2 separate regions of the Sus scrofa genome follow, and region 1 is linked to region 2. The links are chromatin contacts, called in public Hi-C maps. All regions are on one chromosome and are shown on one strand. Each heading gives the region's core, a stretch centred on a gene start, on an enhancer-like site or on the middle of the called end of the contact. The rest is flanking DNA. Distances are from core to core; before and after follow the strand shown.

Region 1 (5,791 bases), core at 787-3,286, 58 kb after region 2:
TGCCTGGAGAATGTAAAACAGTGGTTACAAGGAGCATGGGACAATTTATATAAACTTAACTGTACTAAAACTTCCTGAGGCAGCTACTGAAGTTCAAGTTTCCATTATATTATGTTTTGTAACTTACATATACTACATGCTACACGCCTTCTTTTAACCCATAATTGAGTTAAGCATACAAACACATTTAAAAAAATAATACGGAGGAAAACAATCCAATTTTTTTACCCTTTAAAATGGGAAAGACTGGAGAATTCCCATTGTGGCTCATCGGTAACGAACCTGACTAATATCCACGAGGACGAGGGTTTGATCCCTGGCCCCACTCAGTGGTTTAAGGATAGGGCGATGCCGTGAGCTGTGGTTAGGTGGCAGACGTGGCTCAGATCTGGCGTTGCTGTGGCTGTGACTGGACACCTAACCCGAGAATTTCCATATGCTGAGAGTGCAGCCCTAAAAAGTAAGTAAGTAAGTAAATAAATAAATATAAATAAATACAAATAAAATGGGAAAAACTGGAGTTCCTGCTGTGGTGCAATGCGATCGGTGGCGTCTTGGAAGCACTGGGACACAGGTTCCATCCCTAGCCTGGCACAGTGGGTTAAGGATCTGGTGTTGCTGCAGCTGCAGCTCAGGTCACAACTGGAGCTCAGATCTGGCCCCTGGCCCGGGAACTCCATAGGCCATGAGTCTGCTAAAAAAGGAAAGAAAGGAGTTCCCGTCGTGGCTCAGTGGTTAACGAATCCAACTAGGAACCATGAGGTTGTGGGTTCGATCCCTGGCCTTGCTTAGTGGGATAAGGATCTGGCGTTGCGTGAGCTGTGGTGTAGGTCCCAGACGCAGCTCGGATCCAGCGTTGCTGTGGCTCTGGCGTAGGCCGGCGTCTACAGCTCCGATTCGACCCCTAGCCTGGGAACCTCCATATGCCGTGGGAGCAGCCCTAGAAAAGGCAAAAAGACATTAAAAATGGGGGGGGGGAGAGACTGGGCTAGATGCAGGTCCATCCCCCATGCTGGCTGGGGTCCCAGTTGAGCCCTGACCCCAACTCCTTCCCAACACTTACAAGGTGTCTGTCCAGCTGCACTTTCAGAAAAGACCCATGGACTCCAGGCAAGTGTTAAGGCAGGGGCGCAGTCGGAGATGGCCAGTGACCGAGACGTCTGGCACCACCTCAGTTTCTCACCTGAAGATGGGAGGCCAGCAGACCCTCCCTGATCTGGGAGGCTGACAAAGACCAAGCAGAACACCTGTGCACGGCCTGACAGGCTGTCAGCTGTTACTTTTCCCTTTACCCTTCCAGGTTCCCCTTGATGTTCAGAGGTAACCTCAGGAGAAGAATGCCAGGCAAAAGGGCTATCCCCAGTGGACGACCTAAGGTTCGGTCCAGCTCCAAAATTCTGGGCTATTTGTCACAGAGATGCAGAGTTTGGGATGAAAACGTCCCCGTCTAAATGCGGCTGATGATACGACCTACCTCCTGGGCGTGGAGAAGCGCTGAGAACCTAAAGGGCCAGGAGAGCGCTTTCACCTCTACCTCTACACCACGCTTCGAGAGAGCAGGTGTACAGGAAATTTTTTTTTTTTTTCCAGAAAAGCCGCAGAGCTGCTGGGCCAACGCCACGGCAGAACAGAAGCTATTATCCGCCTCAGCGGCCCCTGGGGCCGACGGCCGGAGCCCGGGGAGCTGATAGACGAAGCTCCACAACCCGCCCAGCACGAGCGCTCGGCCTGACTCTTGACAGCAGCGAGACACCAGCTCGCGGCCCAAAGATCAGCCTGGGCCCGAGCGCCCCCCGGCGGCACAACAGGGCGACGGCTAGGACCCCCAATGGCCGATAGCGCGATTCCGCAGGTGAGCATGCGCCTGCCGGTCTCCAACCAAGAGAGCAAGGCTTCTCAGCCAATAAGAGAGCCCCACAGCCATTCTCCCGCCCACCAGCGAAGATTGTGGGCGGGGATACAGGTTTTAGCCAATGAGAAAAAAAAAGGCGTCCCCAGGCCGCCCTGAAGAGTAGAAAAGGGGGTGGTGTTGAGCTGTGGTTTATTTAGCAAGATGGCGGCGAGCGGACTTCCCCGGGCGGCTGCGGCGGCCGGCACCTCGGTGAAGCCCATTTTCAGTCGGGACATGAACGAGGCCAAGCGGAGGGTGCGCGAGCTCTATCGCGCCTGGTATCGGGAGGTGCCGAACACTGGTGAGAGGCAGCGCCGCACGCGGGCACCCGGAGGCAGCCGCCCAAGGTCGCAGCCGCCCCGGCCTCCCGTTTCTGCCGGGCCGGGCGGAGGTGGCCAACTTGGGCAGGGGTGACTCCGAGTGCTTCAGGGCAGCAGGGTCCCACGTGCCTAGTCGTGCTCTGCGTCGGAACCGCGCGTCTAGCGCTCTCGCTCTTTGCCCCCCTGTATTTCTTCCCGAGCCCCTGCGAGGGAGAGCAGCGGCTGTCACTGACATACTCATTTTATAGGTGAGGCAACCGAGGCACCTAGAGGCCAGGCCAGGTCAACCCCCAGGTGAACTCTGGAAAACCTGAATGTATTTACGGACGCCCGTTAGGTTATATAAACCAAAGGGCTGTAGAATTTGAGCCATCGTGGTCTTCCCACATTTCCTACGGAGAAGGGAAGGGACTTTCCCAAGGTCATCCAGTAAGACGTGGTGCCTTTTGCCGTCCCTCCAGGTGAGAGGGCCACCCTCCGCAGTCTCCCAAGTCTTTTTACCTGGCTCTGCAGGCTAGTTTTCCTTAAGAACGCCTTCCCCTGCCCTCTGCTGCCTCAGAACCCCAGGAATCACGTGTCTGAGAACCAGTCTGTCCACCTGCAGGATTAAGGTATAAGCTCCCTGGGTTCAAAGACTGTCTTTTTCGGGGGGCCGGGGGGGCATCCCCCTTAGCGCTGCCCAGTGTAACTAGTGAAGGAAAAGTTGGGGAAAACCTCATCTAAACTGTCAGGGGCAATACACATGTCAGGGACATTTTTGTCCCCGGCTTTCTCACTGGTGGAGGGGGTGTGTTCAGGGGGCTGGGATAGGAGGAGGCCGCCTAGGACAAAGCTATGGAATTTTTCTCTTTAGAGACACGGGTTCTTAACCGGGCAGGGTGGGCACTCAGGGGTCCGTAAACTAACATCGTAAGCACATCTTTGCATCTGTGCCTGTGAACATTTTCCTGAGGAGAAGATGCATGCACCCAGTGAGCTGGTGTGTGGTTTAGGACATCACGTGGAACGGGAGTGGGTGGACACCAGCTTCCCTAGTAGGCGTGGAGGTGCCTTGTTGTTTCTCCCAAGGTTGGGCAGGTATCTGATGTGACTATGCGGGAAAGGTAAGCACTGATAGCAGGGGGAGATTCTTCATGCTCCCTTCCTTAAACGAGCAGAATATCGTACATTATAAAACAATAAACAACCTGGATTCTTGGCCCCTGTTTGCCAGGAACCAGTGGTCTGACCTCAGGCAAGTCCCCACAGTGCTCTAGTGCTAGGATTCTCAAATCCAGGATCCATGTTAGTTTGCATGGATTTGTGTGTCTTTGTCCTCTTGTCCCTGTGTTTGCTTTTCCAGACTTCCTAACGTGATACTGACTGTGGTGTTTGGCACCTAACTCTGTGGCTGAAAACCTAGATTTTTAGTGTTTACCATTTTCAGTGATGTAAATACTCCCACCGCGGTGGATTTTTAAGCCCTCAAAGTGAAGTCAGTGCAGGCAGATTTGGGAAGAGACGTGTGTGCCTGGCTCCCCAGGCAGCCTGCTCCAGCACACCACTGGACACCGAGCTCTTTCTTGTGTGGGTGACCCTCTGCCCTCCCTGTTAACACCCGTGAAGCTGGGATGGCGGAGTTTCTCCTGTTACATTTCTGCTGTTGCTTTTATTCTTTGGTTGGATCAGCCGGGCTTGATCTTTTCCTCAGCAGAAGCTTTATTTTTCTATTGCTATCACTAAGTTATGAGTATAATCAAAGATTCAAACTTAATTGTCCCTAAACAGCCCTTGTGCTTTTCAGAGCTGGCCGTGATAGTTCTGTAGACCAGAGTGGCGACGTCACAGGAATGGCCACACCGCAAGGTCTCCTCACCAAGGGAGCCCCCAGGCCTCCTCAACCTCGGTGCCCATTCTAGCCTCGGTGCCCATTCTAGCCTGTTTATTCTGTTGCCTGGGCCTCGTGTGCCCCTCTCTTCTTATTTTACCTACCACTCAAGGCCCTGTTCGTGTCCTTGTCACCAGCAAATCCACCGAAGGCCAGCCGCCAGAGGATAAGAATACAAATGACCGAAACCTAATTTTCAGAGAACATCTATGGGCTTTATCTGAGCTCCCAAGTCACTGAGTCTGTGCCACTATTTTAGTACTTAATCAGGGGTTGCTGAATATTGCGGGGGTTTTTTTGTTTTGTTTTGTTTTGGTTTTGCTTTTTAGGGCCGTACATGTGCATATGGAAGTTCTCAAGCTAGGGGTCGAATTAGAGCTACAGCTGCTGGCCTACACCACAGCTACAGCAACTTGGGATCCGAACTGCGTCTGCAACCTCTACCACAGCTCACAGCAACACCGGATCCCTTGACCCACTGAGTGAAGCCAGGAATCGAACCCACATCCTGGTGATACTAGTCGGATTCATTTCCACTGCACAATGACGGGAACGCCTGAACACTGTGATTTTTACATTTGCATTCATTGCAATCACATTTTACAATTGCATTCATTATTGCATTCATAAATTCTAATTGTTGTCCCTGCAATTAGAATTTAAGACCTAGAGAGCAGGAGCTACCCCTTAAACTTCTCTCTTTCCCCCAAGTAACCTAATATAGCAGTCACTGCCTGCTAGATTGATGCCTTTCCTTACCTGCACACGCAGCAGTCTCCCTCAACTCTTAGGTCTGTGTGGTGCACAAGCCTACACCTATCATTGTACGTTAATTTCAACCCTGTCATCTTGTGCCAGTTGTTCCATGCAGTAAAAATGCCAGCATTTATTGAGAGCTTATTCTATCCGGGGCACTGTTCTGAGCATCTTGCCTTCTCTCATTGACTCATCACATCAGCTCTGGAGTTACATATGCTGCTCTCGTCCTCATTTCATTCACAGATAAATACACTGAGGCATGGAAAAGTTAACGTACACAGGATCATATAGCTGATAAGTGACAGAGCTGGGATTTGAACCCAGCTTGTTCATACTCTTGAACTGTGCTATCTTGCCTCTTCAAAAGCAGTGAGCTTGTCTCCCCAAACAGAATGCAAGCTCTGAGAGCAAGTGCCGTATCACAGTTCTTCACATCCTCAATCACCTAACTCAGGGTCAGGCTAGTATTTGGTGAGTGGAATGAATGGGCAACTTACGCGTTCAATGACTAGCCATTGACTCAATTTTCTTAAAACACATTTTAACCCTCTCTACCCTGAATCATGTTTTCTTTCTAGTGCATTTATTCCAGCTAGACATCTCTGTGAAACAGGGACGAGATAAAGTCCGAGAAATGTTTATGAAGAATGCCCACGTCACAGACCCCAGGGTGGTTGATCTTCTGGTCATTAAGGTAACTGACTCTCCCTGACTGATTTAAAAGAGCAGCCGACTTGTACAGAGCTTCTCACTCTTCTTAGGTGAACATTTTTGTCTCCCAAGTTTAAAAGCAACTACTGAGTCAGTAACGGTTACTTAATGTTTCAAAGGAACAGCTGAACTTAGAGGTTCTCACCTGGTTAAATATTATATTTATATTTATGTAAATTATAAGATTGTTCAAGGGAAAATCCACTGGGGCTTGCATTTTAAGACGAAAAAACAGGAGTTCCC
Region 2 (6,264 bases), core at 318-2,817:
TGAGGCCACCAGCAAACACCAGTTGTTGCCTTTACCCCCTTAATTTGACTTAGGAATTCTGAGACCCCATCCTCTGTTGCTTCTTTGTAATCTCACTCATGAAAGAAAGCCCATATGTATTGACGGAACCACCTTTCTTCCCATTAACACGGTGCACTGATCAGGCTGCCCAGAGAACAAGGACCAGAAGGAGTGCAACAGAGGCTCCTGGATTTTCCCAACAGACAGTCTTTGTTGGGAAGACAATCAAAGAGATTGTTGAGAAGAGTAATGACCATAGAACCTCGTAGATCTCATCTTATCCTTCATCCAAGTATTCATAGAGATCGGCCTCTTAGAGAATTGTAGCGGTAGACAAGTCAGTTTAGCCTCTCTCAGCCTAACTTCTTAACCTGTGAGTGGTAAGAAACACTTGGGATGTCGCATGTTCGTCTTCTGGGTGACGGCCCTGCAGGTGATGCCAGGGCAGGAGACAGACTAAAATCAACTCTGAAAACCCAAGTGTTAGCTAGTCAACTCCTTTGGTACTAAAGTTTGCATTCTAGGTTTGGACCCAGATTTTCCTTCCAGTGCAAGGTTTCTGCGAAGGAAAGGCATGTGAGGGACCTGAAATGCCCTGTGAGGAGTCTCACACACTCTCACTTCATTAAGTGGCCTCAAAAAGCCCACTGACTTTAGGGTGTGGGGACCAGTGACCCTATGGATATTTGCATTGGCAGTAGCTTAAATATGCCAAGATACCCTTGGTTTATTACTATTATTACTACTATTAAAATATAGTTGATTTACAGTGTTGTGCCAATTTCTTTGTACAGCAAAGTGACTCATTTTTTTAAAGTTCCTTTCTGCCAGAACTCTCCCCCCCCCCCCTCCCCGTGTAAAAGTGTCTGTCCCTTTTCAGGCTGTCTCTGCCCTTGAAGAACTTGCTGCTTTCAGGAACGGTGGGCTTTGCCTGACAAGATCTCCGCTAGGATAGTCATTCATTTGTTTCCATTGGGGAGGTGGGGCATGGGTTGGGTGGAAGCACATCTGCCCTCTTAAGAACAGATAAAACAAATGCAAGTGGGAAGAGAGGCAGTGAAAATAAGGAAAAAGCTTTCCAAGAATCTGGAACTTCCTTGGAGATTGGAGTTCCAGTGTAAGCTGCTCAGATTTGAGATGCTGTTAAAGGAAGCCTGTTCAGTCGGTTCATCACTTCTGCCACTGAAATTGTAAACCCTTGAATATGCCCACCGTGCGAAGGAGCGGCTTTCTGGATGCATAGACCCAGCTCCTGGGGAGCAGGTTATAACTGAGAGTCACTTTGCTGGCAAGTAATGTCTTTAAAAAGATGCCTTTTTAGATTCAGAAAGCACAAAGGGCAATCACTTTCTTATAAGCCAATCCACTGTTTGAGCAGAGGGTAAAAAATAAGCAAGTACGCAGTCTTGTGCAACTTAAATTCCGTGTTTTAAACTCTGTCTCTAAGCATTTCTCTGAGAGAAAAGGCCCTTCGCTTTCTTCTTAGAGGGTAGCCTCCGGGCTCCTCCTCCTGCTGGGCTGGCCTTTCTCAGGTTCCCGGCTGCTATTCAGTGCTAATTACTGCCTTAAACCTCCTTTCTAACTTCTTAAAGGGCACACATCCCTTTCTGCCTAACATGTAGAAACTCCCCTTAGACAAAATACATAATGTTCTCAACAGAGTTACAGCTTTCTTCTCCAACTGTACAAGAAATCCTCTGATTAGAAATATTTTAATGTAGCATATGTACCTGTGGGTTAGATAAAACAATGAAGTGTGTTTCAGGAAAAAAAAATCAACGTCTGGTTAAGCCAAAGAAGCATTATTAGTGAGGCCTGTGTTGACATTCTCCTAAGTGGAGTAGTTATGAAGCACGTGGATTAACATAACAATATGCAGTTCAGGAGAAAAATGATTAAACCAAGTCTTTTTGTAAATGCTTTAATGTTCTAGAAGAGGGGAATGAGGGCTGGTTTTAACTTAAATTGTAGCAAGTGGATGCGTTTTATGTGGGAAATTGCTTTGTTTTGCCTCTGTAAATGTGTTACTGCTGAACCTGAAGACTATAAACCCAGGGGAATTAGAGGTAGAGATTATAGAACATTTAAAACCCACAGTGAATGTCCCCTGTCTGTGTCCACCACATCCACATTGGAAGTTCATTCCATATGTGAGTTAAAACCTTTAACTTTGTAGGCATCTTGGTAGAAATAATTACTAGTACCTAATAGTACTGGTACATGTTTAGGGAATGTTATCATCAGTTTAAAAAAAAAAAAAAAGAGTGATTAGATACTGTGTCTGGTCTGTAAAAAATGTTGTAATAGAAAGATAAATGTTTAAAGCGAATGCACATAAGTGGCAGCATTGCTGGGTGTCAGCGCTCGCTGGTAGCAGATTTTTGTAAAGCAGCTCCTCTGGGAGGTCTGCCCTGCTGTATCTCCTGCTTCCTGTAGCCTTGCAGATAAGCCTAAAGGGCTCTGCTGTCCTGAGGCCATCCCAGGACCACTGCTGGGACGTTTTTTGTTGTTGTTGTTGTTGTTGTTTCTTTTTAGGTCTGCACCCAAGGCATATGGAAGTTCCCAGGCCAGGGGTCAAATCAGAGCTGTAGCTGCCAGCCTACACCACAGCCACAGCAACTCAGGGATCCAAACTGCATCTGCGACCCACAGCACAGCTCACAGCAACACTGGATCCTTAACCCACTGAGCAAGGCCAGGGATCGAACCCAAGTCGTTATGGATACTAGGCGGGTTCACTACTGCTGAGCCATGACAGGAACTCCTAGGGACTTTTTCTTCAATTCTGTTTTTATACAGAAGGAATGCCCTATGTGTCATTTTAAAAAATACTCTTTTCCTGCATTGTCAAGCACATTTGGTGTTGATTGGGGGAGGGGTTTTGTTTGTTTTCCTCAATTTTCTTAAAAGATTCTCCAGCCCTCCCCTCTTTTCTCATCTGGGTATTATCCCCAGTTTAGTGTTGAGACAACTGAGGCTTAAATTAACTAGCTGGCCCGAGCTCGGCCACCGAGTGGAGGCAGGGCCGGGCTAGTCTCCTGTGGGCCAGCCCTGCCAAGGCTCCCTGGACGGCTCGGCCACAATGAAGAATTCAGGTCCTCCTCTCCACCCCAGCTGTTGCTCCGTTTTTCTCTTCATATCTTTCTCTTTTTAGGCTGCCTGTATTTGAGGCAGGAACCAAGAAAAAGATACCCCATTGAATAAAGGGAAGGGAAATCCAGGAGATGGAATAACCAACTAGAACATGTCTTTACCTGGATTTTTTTTCTCCCTCCACTTTTGGATAAACAAGAAAATGATGAGGAGTTCCAGTGTGGCACAGTAGGTTAAGAATCCAACCACAGCAGCTAAGGTCAGCTGCACCTCAGAGGTGCAGGTTTGATCCCTGGCCCAGCGTGGTGGATAAAGGATCTGTCATTACTGCCCCTGGGTGTAGGTCACAGCTGTGGCTCAGATTCAGTCCCTGGCCCAGGAACCCCCATATGCCACAGATGTGGCCGTTAAAAGAAGAAGAAAAGGCAAAGAAAATGATAAGGAAAAGAGCTTGCTAGCAGAGAATTTTTTTTTCTTTTTTCTTTTTTCTGCTGCCCCTGAGGCACATGGAAGTTCCCCGGATTAAATGCAAGAAGTCAGAGCTGCAGCCTTTACCACGGCTGCAGTAGCGTTCAACTGCACCAGGACTGGGATCGAACCAGCCCTCCACAAAGACAGGCCAGATCATTAACTCACGGCACCACAGTGGGAACTCCCCAGAGATTTATTTTTATTTTTTATCTTTAAAAAATTTTTTTATTTTTAATGATTTTTTTTCCATTATAGCTGGTTTACAGTGTTCTGTCAGTTTTCTCCTGTACAGCAAGGTGACCCAGTCACACATACATATATACATTCTTTTTTCTCACGGTATGATGCTCTATCATAAGTGACTAGATATAGTTCCCAGTACTATACAGCAGGATCTCCTTGCTTATCCATTCCAAAGGCAATAGTTGGCATCTGTTAACCCCAGATTGCCAGTCCATCCTGTTCCCTCCCCCTCCCCCTTGGCAACCACAAGTCTGCTCTCCCCATGTCCATGATTCCCTTTCCTGTGGAAAGGTTCATTTGTGCTGTATATTAGATTCCAGATATAAGCGATATCCTATGGTGTTTCTCACTCAGTATGAGAACCTCTAGTCCATCCATGTTGCTGCAAATGGCATTATTCTTTTTATGGCTGAGTAGCCTTCCATTGTGTATATATACCACGTCTTCTTAATCCATTCATCTGTCAATGGACATTTAGGTTGTTTCCATGTCTTGACTGTTGTGAATAGTGGTGCAATGAACATACAGGTGCATGTGTCTTTTTTCAAGGAAAGTTTTGTCAGGATATATATGCCAAGTGGGATTGGTAGTTTTATATATAGTTTTCTAAGGTACCTCCATACTGTTTTCCATAGTGGTTGTGCCAATTTATATTCCCACCAGTGGTGCCAAGAGGGTTCCCTTTTCTCCACACCCTCTCCAGCATTTGTTATTTGTGGGCTTATTAATGATGGCCAGGCTGGTGTGAGGTGGTACCTTATAGTAGTTTTGATTTGCATTTTTCTAGTAATCAGTGGTGTTGAACATTTTTCCATGTGCCTGTTGGCCATCTGTATATCTTTGGAGAAATGTGTCTATTCAGGTCTTTTGCCCATTTTTCATTTGGGTTGTTAGAGATTTATTTTTTAAAGCAAGTTCTGGAGTTCTTGCTGTGGCTCGGTGATTAACAAACCCAACTAGTAACCTTGAGGTCACGGGTTCGATCCCTGGCCTCGCTCAGTGGGTTAAGGATCCAGCGTTGCCATGAGCTATGGTGTAGGTCACAGATGAGGCTCAGATCTGGCGTTGCCGTGGGTGCGGTGTAGGCCAGCGGCTACATCTCTGATTCAACGCCTAGCCTGGGAACCTCCCTCCATATGTCAAGGGTGCAGACCTAAAAAAGGACCAAAAAAAAGCAGGCTGTAAGTTATGTCTTGGGGTCACTTTGATTTAAAAAAAACCATAGTCTCTACCTAATATCTTATGAGAATTCTTAATAATAGAATCATCATTCTGAAGCAATAGAGAATAATCAGTTTAATTCAAAGTAGTATAGACTCGTGTGCTCCAGAAAGGGTTTCTAGTTTATCATTAGTTGCTAAGAAAATGTCATTTGATGTTTAACCCTTCCCTCATCATTCTTGTTGAGATTTTGCTTGAAGTCCAAAACATTCTATTTTTAAGAATTTTGGGAGTTCCCATTGTGGCTCACTGGCAACAAACCTGACTAGTATCCATGAGGACGCATGTTCAATCCCTGGCATTGCTCAGTGGGTTAAGGATCCGGCATTGCTGTGAGCTGTGGTGTAGGTCACACGTGTGGCTTGGTTCCCAAGTTGCTGTGACTGTGGTGTGTAGGCCGGCAGCCACAGCTCCGATTTGACCCCTAGCCTGGAGACCTCCATATGCCTCACATGTGGCCCTAAGAAGCAAAAAAAAAAAAAAAGAGGAGTTTTGAGGATTTTTTTTTCCAAGAGTAGCTTTTAGAGCAGGGACCTCTCATCAGAATCCTGCTGCACAGATGCTGGAAGGCCTCAGAAGACATGTCTCGGACCCCCTCGGCTGTGGCCTATCACCAATTCCTATTGGTTTTATCTCCACGTCTCTAAATGCAGCCTCTGGTGTGCCTTGCCACCCCACTCCCCATACCTAAACTCTTCCATGACATCCCTAACCCAGCAACAGGCCAGTGCGGTCCCACATTTCTGCTCAGCTCCCTGCCCCTTCAGAATCCTGCCCACAAGTAGGGGTGCTTGTTCCTATCAGGCAGTTTGTTCCTTCTGCCCTGACATCTGAATTCTTTCCCGACCTCCTTCACTAGGTCAGAGGTGCTACCTCTAAGCTCTGAAGTACTGTTTACATCATAATACATCGCAGTTTTGGTACTTGCAAATCATTCCATAAGTTCTCTGAGGGCAGGAAGCCTTTTGATCTTTGAGATCTGCCCCGTTGCCTCACATATAAACAGCTAAAGTTTGTTGATTGGATGAAAAGGAAAGATTATTACATTTCTGAAGTTGGTACCATTTAAGAGAATTTAAATATCAAAGCAAAGGCCACTGAATTAAAGGCCCCTTGATCATTCAGTCTCTCACAACCTTTAGAGATACCAGGGTGTTAGAAAGATGAGGTCTAGAGAAAACTTGAGCTGATAAAGACCATACTGATGGAATTCTT

Evidence for each region. Hi-C and Micro-C count contacts between places; a contact is called where the count stands out from the background.
Region 1: a Hi-C map of omental adipose tissue shows a contact between it and region 2, with 2.7 times the contacts expected there. The contact joins the promoter of NDUFA6 here to the enhancer-like site in region 2. A contact is called at or near these places in 15 of 47 Hi-C or Micro-C datasets (adipose tissue, blood, differentiating spermatogonia and 7 more) and 1 of 2 datasets of contacts at active chromatin or transcription factors (alveolar macrophages).

What each region holds. Positions count from the first base shown.
Region 1 is chr5:6,560,038-6,565,828 of Sscrofa11.1, forward strand. It overlaps NDUFA6 (NADH:ubiquinone oxidoreductase subunit A6), which reads left to right and starts at 2,037. Exons shown (of 3, transcript NM_001185178.1): 1 at 2,037-2,192; 2 at 5,416-5,531. The coding sequence starts at 2,054.
Region 2 is chr5:6,502,239-6,508,502 of Sscrofa11.1, forward strand. All of the region lies in intron 4 of TCF20 (transcription factor 20), which reads left to right. Among named protein-coding and RNA genes, the nearest start is that of CYP2D25, 34 kb to the right of the region's middle. Within about 2 kb of position 1,568, at least 6 of the 83 cell types and tissues checked have an H3K27ac peak or open chromatin away from gene starts, as enhancers often do. A contact at or near this core is called in omental adipose tissue, where this site is marked.